2 separate regions of the Mus musculus genome follow, and region 2 is linked to region 1. A link is a contact called in public HiChIP or PLAC-seq data. All regions are on one chromosome and are shown on one strand. Each heading gives the region's core, a stretch centred on a gene start, on an enhancer-like site or on the middle of the called end of the contact. The rest is flanking DNA. Distances are from core to core; before and after follow the strand shown.

Region 1 (5,586 bases), core at 2,115-4,614:
GACCTGAGTTCAGTTCCCAGCATCCACTTGTAACATCTCTAAGAGCTCGGATGTCTCCGGACACTTTGGACACTGTACTTCCATGCACATACACACAGTTAAAAATAATAAAATAATAAAAGCACTTGAATCCAGAGCTGGCCATGGTGAGACACAGCTATAAGCCTAGCCCTAGCGAGACGGAGACAAGAGAGTAAAATATCAACTTCATTTACATAGCAAGTTCAAGGCTAGCCAAGGTCACAAGGAGATCCTGTCTCAAAAAACAAAACCACAGTGTGGTGGGCCAGGCCAGTACTCACAGTACTCAGGAAGCAGAGGCTGGTGTATTTCTGTGAGTTTAAGGCCTTCTGGTATACATAGCAAGTTCAAGGACAGTGAGGACTACGTAAAGAGACTTTATCTCAAACACAAAACAAACTAACAAACAAGAATGGAATCTTTTGGATTGGAGAGCAAAAGAAAAAACAAAAAACAAACAAACAAACAGAAAAACCCAACCGCCCGCCTCTTAAGCCAGGTGTAGTGGCCCAGACCTTTATACTGTGAGTTCAAGGACAGCTTGGTCTACATAGTGAGTTCCAGGAGAGTCAGGGCTTCAGGGCTACCTAAAGAAACCCTGTTGAGAAAGAGAGACCCCGTTGAGAGAGGAGAAGAGGGGAGGGGAAGGGAAGAGGTAGGAGGAGGAGGAAGGGAGGAGGATGAGGAGGAAGAAGAGGAGGAAGAAGAGGAGGAGGAAGAGGAGGGAAAGAGAGAGAGTTGAATCAAGGAATTCAAGCATCAAAGTCCCATGTACTTGGTCAATATATTTTCCTCTTTGTCCTCAGTGTGAGGACCACATGGAAATTATGAGTACAGGGTCGAGGTGGACAAAAGCAGAAGTGAGATGATAGTGCCATCATGCAGGAATTGAGATAGTGCTATCACACACAGGGCACAGAAACAGCAGAGCCATCAAGTTCTTTTTGTCGTTTTCTTTTCTTTTCTTGGTTGGTTGGTTGGTTTGGGTTTGGTTTGGTTTGTTGGTTGGTTGTTCTTTTTGAGACAGGGCTTCTCTGTGTAGCCCAGGCTGTCTTGGAACTCACTCTGCAGACCATCTGCCTCCTGAGTGCTGGGACTAAAGGTGTGCGCCACTGCCCAGCAGAGCCATGTGGTTTGCTTTCAAGCTGGAACAAGACAGCTAAGCTAGAAGAAGCAGACATGGCACTGGGGCCCCTAGCTGAAAGACTGGGACCACAGAGAGTTGTCAGTTAGAAAGATTTCCTTTGCTGATAGGAAGGAAAATAAGACCAGGCATCAGGAGACACAGGCTGTGGTTCCCCACCCCCCAACCCCCGCCCCATGGCCTTTCTGTGTAGCTCTGGCTCTCCTGGAACTCACTTTATAGACCCTTGGCTTCGAACTCAGAGATCTTCCTGCCTCTGCCTCAAAGGGCTTTGGATGCCCTTGTACTAACAGATCCAGGAATGAACACTCAGCAAGTGTGGAGAAGGTAAGAGACCACAGCACTGACAGAACTTGGTGTGTCTGGAGTTAGTGCACAAGTGTTCAGCTCCTATGACGTGTTAGCCACAAGCAAAAAACAAATTCCTTTTGGCTTGGGCAAGTTTAAAAGCACTTGCAAGCCAGATGGGAGATTCCTGGCTGCCAGCCTGGCCACCAACCTGCTTAATTTGACAGGGCATCCTCTGGATTAAGACCCTCCCGTGGCTACCTGGCATGAGTCTGATTTCAGGCTTGACCTTACCGCAAGCTCAGGCAGGGTTAGAACCAATTATTTATTAGGCCGTTTCCTAATACCCAGCTGTTGCTCTCTTTCACAGTTTTCCCTGTGCTGACCTCTACTTTAAATCCAGTATCTTGAAGGATGGTCTGTGCCTGACAGACACCTCCAGTCAGCCCCTGTTGCGCCCCTTACCACAGAAGCCTTTCAGGTCCCTCCCAGCCCAGGCTAACGTAGATGTCCTGAATCTGAAAACCCCCACAATGCCGTGCTGCGGTGAGTGATTCTATAGAACTTCTGTTTCTGTGTCTCCCCCCCCCCCCCATCCCCACTAGACCCCGCTCCTGTGGGGCAAGGACCAACTATGAGACCACACAATGCATTCCCAAGTCAGGCGGTAGTGTGGTAGACAGTTTGTCCTGAGTTACACGGGTGAAGCATAAAAGGATACAGAGAGCATTCCTTTTGAGTGGAGTGACTTCTTTAGCAGGCTGAGCCCGTGGGCCCAAGAGTGGGAAACTGTCCCTCTCTTCCATTGTCCTGCCCCTCCCATTCTCCGAAAGGAAAATTTACATTTTATCAGAATTTGGCGCTACCCCAAGCCTCTGTGCCCTTGGGGCTGGGCTAAGGGCAAAGGGCAAAGTGGGTGTGGTCTGCTCAGCCCCGAACGAGGGAGTTCTGTTCTCTTGACTGGGAAACCCTGTCTGTCTGCCTCTCCTAGTCCAAGGATGGGGACAGAAGGTCCAGGCTTCAGGCTGCTAAGGGCCCCTCGGGCTCAGTCACCTTGGCAAGAAGCCACCCGGATGTGGTGGGTGGCGAACAGGATGGGGCGGAGAGTCCTGGCCGTTCTGGGACACCGACTGGATGGGCCACTTTCGCGGGAATCCCGCAAACCACTCAGAAACGAGGTGAAGGCAATGGGAGCCCACTTGGTTTGTCGCTCTTTGGGGAAAGCAGAATGCTTCGATTTCGGGACAAGGACCCCCTGAAGGCAATAAGGATTAAAGAAGACCCACTAGAAACCTGAGTGCCCTGATCTCTCACCCACTAATGTCTTGTCTTGCCTCAACTCTTCACAGCTTTCGCGGTTGGTCCTCCGCAAAGCTGTTTCCGTCTGGTGTCCAGATCTTGGGGAGCAGAAGCTTTGGCAACAGTTCTAGCCTGTGCTCTGCTTCTTTCTGCCACTCTCCATGCCCTCCTCTGGGCCTTTGTTTCCTCATCTGCGAAATGGTCCCAGGGTCGGACCAGAGAGTCAGAAAAGCCCTCGGAGCTCGGACAATGCCAGATCCAGCGTTCACACGGATCCCTACGGCAGCCCCCCTCCTCATCTTAACTCCACCCCTACCGAGCAGCTTCTCCCCCTTGCCGGCCGCTAGGGGTCACTGCCTCCCTTTGTCAGCGACCGAGGAGGGCAGCCCGCCCTCCGGCCCTTTCCACGACCGAACGGCGACCCAAGGGGCATCTTGCTAGCTTGGGGCCCTGAGCCGAACCCCACGGCCACGCTCGCAGCCACAGCTGCTTAGGACTGGGAGGTGCGGCCGCGCGGGCGGAGGCCGGGCCAGGGCTGGGCCGGGCGCGTGGGAGCCAGGAGGGGGTTAATGCTAACCCCTCCCCCCGGGCTGACATCACGGGAGAGCGGGTGAGAGGCTGGATCGGCGAGTGAGAGAAAGAGAGGGAGAGGAGAGAGCGCGGCTCGCCTCGGCACCGGGGCAGCTCCACATTGTTGCGGATCGCCCGCACCGAGCGCAGCGGCCGCGGTGGGGACCCGTGGCGCACCCGGCTCGCTCCCCTCGGTCCTCCGAGACCGTGCAGCCCCGAGCCCCGCGGGCAGCTGGCCGCCCTAGCCGCACACCACCGCCTGGGCCCCGAGCCCTCCGCACCGCCCGGCCACCCTCGGAGAACAGCCGGCCATGGACGCCTGCAAGTTGGAGCCGAGCGGGAGGGTGTGAGCGCGCCCAGGGCCGGGAGCCTGCGCCGCGCTAGCCCGGTAGCCGGGCGCGCCGGGGGTGGGTCCCTCTCCCCAGCCGGGCTTTGCGTGGAAGAAGAGGGCGGGGACCGGGGCGAGGAGAAGAGCGGAGGAGGCGAAGGGGGCATGACTCGTGCAACTTACTGCGGGCATCTGCCGAGGCTCTGAGCCGGCGGCAGCCGGGGACCGGATTGCGGCCGCGCGGATCCCACCCAGCCCACCCCGCCCCGACCGACGGCTGCGGCTGACCTGGATCCTCCGAGCGCCCGCCAACCGCCAGCGATCCGCCCTCGTCTTCCAGACTGGTTTCTGGAGCGCGAGGAGCGCCCTCCTGGCAGCCCCTTTCGCCGGACCCCCACCCCCCGATGGCTCGGATGGGGCTTGCGGGCGCCGCTGGACGCTGGTGGGGACTCGCTCTCGGCTTGACCGCCTTCTTCCTCCCAGGTAAGGCGATTGCCTCTGCCTCCCTCCATAGCCCCCCACCCAACCAGAACCTCCCCGGGACTTGGAGCTGGATGATGGGCAAGGCTACGGGTTGTAGGGAGCGAACGGAGCCAGAAAAGTTGGGTCACGCTTGGATAAGGGGGGGCAGGAGGTGGCACCGTGGAGAAAGGGGTTGAGAAGCCCAACAGCCTGCCCTGCAGGGTAGCAATCGGATGCACGTCTCTATGTAGCAAGAAAGCACTTTCTCCGCTCAGTTCTTCACAAAAATAATAATATGTAATAGGGTTCTATTTATTTAATAACCAGTTCTCAGCTCGAGAAGCAGTTTGGAAACACTGCGTGTTACATAAATGCAAAATAATCACCGTAATCACGGGCTTGGGGTATGAGACAACAGCCCCAGGGGGAGGGCGTCAGTCTCCTAGCTGGTGGGCTGTGGGCTAGGAGAGTGGCGGGGGTTGGGGGCGACTTCATTTCTTTTGGCGGCCTCTTGTCAGATGGTTTCGGGCTCATGGGGGCCCCCTCCTGCCCCACATCGCCCCACAGCGGGCGATCGGAACCTGCTCCTGCGGCACAGGCAGCTTCTTACTCACCTGCGGTTCCTTTTCTGGAGGGTGAGGTCGGGCCGCCTAGGGATCGCAAACTCCGGGCCTTGCGCGGGGCTGGGCTCCGTCTCGGAACTCCACTTCTAAAGCGGAGGGCTCTCCCAGGAGGAAGCTCCACGGGCTTCATGCCAGCCAGGTGGCCGCATGACCCACTTTCCCGGGAGGCCCCGAGGGTGTCCCGCGTGTCTTTCCTCGAGGTGTGAGCTGCCGGCAGAAGAGGGGTTAACTCCGCGCCCGACCCTGGGGTGGCCCATATTGGCCTATTCTGACGGATGGGGTGGGGGCGGGCGGAGGCTAGGACGGCCCAGGCATATTGTGCTGGGGAATGAACTGGAAAATGCGTTTAGGAGGCAAATCCTACCGAGTCCCCTCGCCTGGGTTTAACCCCTTGGGTCCCTGGGGAAGCAACTAGGCTGCCAGCAGGACACTAATTCGGGTCAAAGTGGGGAGAGTATCTCGCTAGCCAACTCCCCCGTCCCCCGTAAAGAAACCTGAGACAAGCTCTTGAGATAAGATGGGGTCTTGGAAGGCTTGTTTCGTGGTCGTCAACTCGGGGTGGCAAAATAGGGGGCTGGAATGCAGACAGAGACTTCTGGATTATTAAGAATATTGGATTCCCGGCCACTGTGATTCTGCAGGCTTGCCAGGCAGTTTGGTAAGGAGAGGTAGGCCTGCCTGTCCAGGTGTAGCTTGGACTCTCTCCTGGATGGCAAGAGCCTGGCCTCCTCTGCTTCCCTTACTGCCTCCTCCTCCTCCTGCTGCCGGCCTTCTCCGTGCTGGGGCGCTGCACCTCTCCAGCAGTGGTGGATGTCAGGAAAGCAGTTTGGGAAAGCCAGTACCTAGGCCAG
Region 2 (5,010 bases), core at 1,601-4,100, 270 kb before region 1:
AGAGCATGCCATCATACCTGATGTTTAAATGTGCTTTCTGGGGAATCAAACTTGGGTCCTCGTGGTTTGGCAGCAAGAACGTTAGCAACTGAGCTAAGGATCAGCCCAGTGCTTCTTTAAAACTCTCTCTAGTTGACCACCATAGACTGAAGGCCAAGGACCAAATATGAGATGTCTGGTCCCCCAGCTTCCTACAGCATCTGTGAGGTCCTGTCAGTGCCCAATCCAGAGGGAGAAAGAAACAAGGAAAAGGTGAGGGGGGGAGGATGGAAGGGGAGGGAGGGGAGGGAAGAGGAAGGGAGGGAGGGAGAGAGGAAGGGGAAAAGGTAGGAAGAGGAAGGGGAGGGGGGAGGGGGAGGGGGAGGGGAAGGGAGTAAGGGAATGATGAGAGAATGAAAATAGAAAAAAAGAAGCCAGATGGGAAGGAGGAAGAGTCTGAAGATAAGCTAGCAATCATGGACGTTGGATTTAGGCAGGTCTTGCTTTGTGTTTTGACTACTCCAGTGCTATTAGGTATATATAACCCAAAGCAGTTTTGTATCTTCTTTGATACTGGATGAATTACATAAACTGATGCTATGAATCAGAATCTCAATAAGTTTTCTGAGGTTTAAATGTAACAATCCCTGTAAAGAAGTGAGTACAGTTGGCCAGCGCACTTGAAGCTTTTACAAAGTGCAGATTTACAGCATCACTTATCATGCAGCCAGAAGCCAGGACGATCCATTCGTGGTCAGGAAGCCAGAGACTCCGGTGGAATAGTCCTTGGGTAGAGAGAGAGAGTTCATTAACCAGCTCGGGATTCAGATGGGCAGGCGCTAAGGAAGAGCTAGGCTTAATTCTTTTGCAAACCCAGGGGAAGGGGCTCTTTTGGAAGAGATTTGCAGTGGCTTGAGCTGATTGCAATTATGCCGTCCTGCACCGTGCCGAAAATGAAATGAAACCCTAACAAAGTTCCAGGTTTAATTGAAATTTCCTGGGATCTGTTATTACATCGCTGTGATTGTTCTGTGCCACTAATGAGCCTGTGCTAGCTGATTAGCCAAGTGTCTCTCCAGTCACTATTCCATTATTGCATTATTAATGATCAGATATGATTGTCACAGCCCAGGGCTTGAACATCCAACAGGCAGGAGACAAGCCAGACAACCAAGCAGATGGACAGATGGCCCAGTGAGTGGGTAGATTGCACTAGATGACAACCTGGAACCTGGAGTAGGAGGAGGCTGGGTTGTGGGATGAGTGAGGAGCCAGGTGTGGGGCGGGTCAGAGAGAGAGGGGTGTGAGTGGCAGGGCCAGCAGCTGAGACTGGATCCTTTGAACCTAAGGTTCTGTGGGGCTCTAGCTCTGAGTCCTTTGCTTATCTGGCGGAATAGCCAAGGACTCCTTGGTTTTGCCTCTCTTTTTTTAATCAGTGTACAAAATATTATATTTTGTTATGAAACGTTCATGTATATACTTTTTTCACAGTCACACCCCCCCATTACTCTCGTCCCTCTCTAACCTCAACCTCCATGGTTTCCTCCTAGATAGTACCCCTTTTGCTTTCACACACACATACCACATATAGAGTTAAATCCAGAGTTACACATGAGAAAAAAAATAAAACCCACACATACACACACATGACCTTTGGTCTCTCTTCCCTCTGTTACTCTTTTTCTCTTGTTCTCAACTCCATTCTCCACTTTTCACTCATTCATTCATTCACTCACTGTTTTGTTGTTGTTGTGGGTCTTTTGTTTTTGTTTTTTGTGTTTTTGTTTGTTTTTTGTTTGTTTGTTTTTGTTTGAGACAAGGTCTCTCTATGTAGCCTAGCTGTCTTAGAACTCACAGAAATCCACCTGCCTCTGCCTCTCAAGTGTTGGCACTGAAGGTGCATGCCACCCAACTTCCATCTCCTTGTAGACTCCTTCCTTCTCATCCCAACATCCCTCTTTTATTTTCAACTCAATGAAAAGAGACAGAATCCAACCTGTCTGCATCACCATCAGCATAGAGCCTGGAAAGTAAGTGTGGGGTCAGAGCCAAAAGCAGGGAGGAGAGGCTGGGAAGGGATCATTCCATATGCTGCAGCCCTGGCAGGCATTCTGAACAGATATTCCTCCTCCCTCCCCCCACCCCAAACCCCCTAGGTATCCAGAGCTTGAGTTATGGAGAAGGTTAACCACAGTATGTTGTCCCAGGCACTGTGACACCATGGGACCTACACCTGCATGTCCATGCTGCTCGTTGTTTAACCAGTTCCCTTCCTATACCAGGGGAGGGGATGGAAAGGAAGGGGTAGACTATGGAAAAAGTCTGAAGAGTTTTCAGGAAACTGCTGGTTGGCTCACACTGATGGTCTGGTTGGTAAGGAGCCAGGGATCAAACCAGAAGTACCCACACGCCACACTGGGCAGCATGCCCGGGGCATGTTTAGATGCCCCTGCTCCTGTTTCTAGCCCTCTCACCCTAACCATCCCTCCTTCGATCTACAAGACATCTTTTCCGAAAATGCCAGACACTATGAGGTCATACCACGCCCCCCCAACTGCTGCCAAATTTCATTCTTCAAAGACCGGTGTTGTGCCGACATGAAATGTAAGCCTTGAACAAGGGAGGAGGGGGATGGATGGATTGATGAAGTAGAGGGAAAGGCTCACAAGCAGGAGGGAAAGAATTGACATTTAAACACGGGCTTGTAATCGGAAAATTGATCCCAAGGCTGCTCCCTCCCCTAGGAAAAGGCCAAGGCTGCATCGTGGTCTCCTGAGCCCGTGGTGGGGGCCACCTGTTCTGTTACCCCTGCTGCCTACATCTTACGGTCTCCATGGCAAAGAGGCGAATGGCTGGGGGCTCCCGCAGCCATGGTTTCCCTGGCAACCCTCAGGCGCTCCCACCTCCAAACACATGACTGGCCTGTCCCCACTGCCCCCCACTGCTGCACAGCTATTTGGGAGGAAAGAAGGGAGGTGGCCCTGGCCATCCACCCACAGTCCTGTGAATATGTACACAGGTGTCGTCTCCGTGGGCTCCTGGTGTCCACCCACCCATAGCACCCACCCTGAACCAGCCTAACCTGCAGGGGGCTGAGCTGGCTAGCCAATCACAGCAAGATGCTTCGAGTGTGGGATGAAGGCTCACTCTGGGCAAGCATCCGAGTCCCTCTTCCTGTCTGTAAGAAGAGACTGAAGAAGTTAGAGGCAAAAGCACTAACAAGGAAGATGTCCTTTCCCCTCAGGCAAGACTCAGAGCCATCATGACTCAGGGTCAATCCTGAGGATCCCGTCATGCCAATGTGTCTTCTAGAAATAGAACAGCTCTTGCTATTATATCCAAGTTATAGGAGAGGAAGCTGAGCCCCAGAGAGACTGTGACCTACATTATCACAGTTAGATAGGATGGTCCCTTGCTCAGTGTGTGGTACAATGGCTGGTAGGAGAGTCTGTGGGGTGGGGGAGATCTTTGTTCCCTGAATGCTGTTTTTGCTATGTGTAGGACAGAAAAAGGAAAAAAAATCAAGGAAGCAGTGTCTTTGCTTTCAGGAAACTCCCAGAGGACAGGTGTGTATACACATGGGACCCATGTGGGTTGACTGATGGTCTGTAGTTAGGACCAGGAGCTGTAGAGGATGCCCTTGGATGGATTTCCTTCGTTCCCAAGAATCCTTCAAGGAAGACCAAGGCCATCTGTATTTAACCAGCACCACACTGTGAGTCAGGAGCTGCTCCCATTAGGCATTCCTCAGGGCTAGCAGGGACCAGGACCTCAGAAGAGTGCCCAGAGCTGAGCAAGAGGAGAAAGAGAAGAAAGAAGAGCTGTTGGGTGTGCTGGATGCAGAGATGAATAAGCTGGAGGGCACAACATGGGAAGAAGCGTGTCTGTGGAGTTCTCGGTTCTTGGAATTTGTTTCATTTGAGGCAGGGTCTCATTGTGTTGCCGTGGTTGGCCTGGAACTCATTATATAAACCAGTCTGCCCTTGAACTCAGAGATGCGCCTGCATCATTCCCTTGAGTGTGGGGATTAAAGGCATGTGCCACCATGCCCAGCCAAGCTTGGGCAAATTTCCTTCATCGCCTCCCATACACATGAGACATGGTCCTGGATGACATTCCTGGCACTTGCTGGAACGTTCTGGAATCGGCTAGAGAGTGAAAACTCTAATATGGGATTTGAGGATTGCTCAGTAGTACGACACTTGTCTAGCACCTGTGATATCCTGGGCTCCATCCCCAGTGCTGAAAAATGACAAACCAACAAACCCAAGATTTTGCTTACTTCATGAGCATACCCAGAGCCCCATGCTCAGCAGCTGTGGCCAGGCACCCAGTAGAGCCTCCCTCTCTCACCTGGAGGAAGGACCTTGCCCCTACCGCAGGACCTGACACTCTCCTAGGAGAAAAATGTGCCTTGTCTTAAACATCCTCTCTGGAAGAAGATTCACCACGAGTTACTGCAGCTGCTTTCTGCACCTTTATTTGCCAGGGAATTTTAATCCTGCAATTTTCCCAAAACTAGCTCTGTACAAGGGCGCATGACATATATACAGCTTACATTTAGTGGGGAGCCCATAGTCTACACACACATACACGCATGCACGCACGCATGCATGTGCATAAAACTTATCACATTTCAGTCATCAGGAAACCCAGGCTTGTGTGTTTTGGGCAAACAATCCCAGTAAGGCACCAGCTGAAGAGGCTTAGAGGTAGGATTTGAACACCCCCCCCCAACTTCACATGAAGAAGCTCAACATTTCTAGTAATGTAATGGCTTTAGTGTCACCCCTCTGTTGGAGAACTAAGCAGGACTAGGCAGTTCTACAGCCCCTGATCAATAGCAGCCATCTCCCTAGGCCAGGGACCTGCCAGACATCTGAGTGGGGCAGTAGGGAGACAGACTTGCACTTCATCCAAACTACTTCCTCACCAGTCTCTTGACTGGGAATAGAAGAGAATCCAGATCTGTCAGTCAACGCCCCTCTGCCTGTCCCCACTTCTTACTGCTCTAGCCTGGAGATGTTGAGT

What was found. HiChIP or PLAC-seq counts read pairs in DNA pulled down with a chosen protein or histone mark.
Region 2: an H3K4me3 HiChIP or PLAC-seq map of forebrain shows a contact between it and region 1, with 3 times the contacts expected there. The contact joins the enhancer-like site here to the promoter of Nectin1 in region 1. A contact is called at or near these places in 4 of 39 promoter capture datasets (the 3T3-L1 cell line, hippocampal neurons, liver and 1 more), 1 of 484 Hi-C or Micro-C datasets (the N1E-115 cell line) and 10 of 115 datasets of contacts at active chromatin or transcription factors (craniofacial prominence, differentiating embryonic stem cells, embryonic basal ganglia and 7 more).

What each region holds. Positions count from the first base shown.
Region 1 is chr9:43,740,590-43,746,175 of GRCm38.p6, forward strand. It overlaps Nectin1 (nectin cell adhesion molecule 1), which reads left to right and starts at 3,365. Exons shown (of 6, transcript NM_021424.3): 1 at 3,365-4,133. The coding sequence starts at 4,055. It overlaps Gm46108 (a long non-coding RNA gene), which reads right to left. Exons shown (of 4, transcript XR_003948147.1): 3 at 4,727-5,586.
Region 2 is chr9:43,471,296-43,476,305 of GRCm38.p6, forward strand. No RefSeq gene overlaps it. Among named protein-coding and RNA genes, the nearest start is that of Gm36855, 47 kb to the right of the region's middle. Within about 2 kb of position 2,851, at least 10 of the 459 cell types and tissues checked have an H3K27ac peak or open chromatin away from gene starts, as enhancers often do. A contact at or near this core is called in the N1E-115 cell line and forebrain, where this site is marked.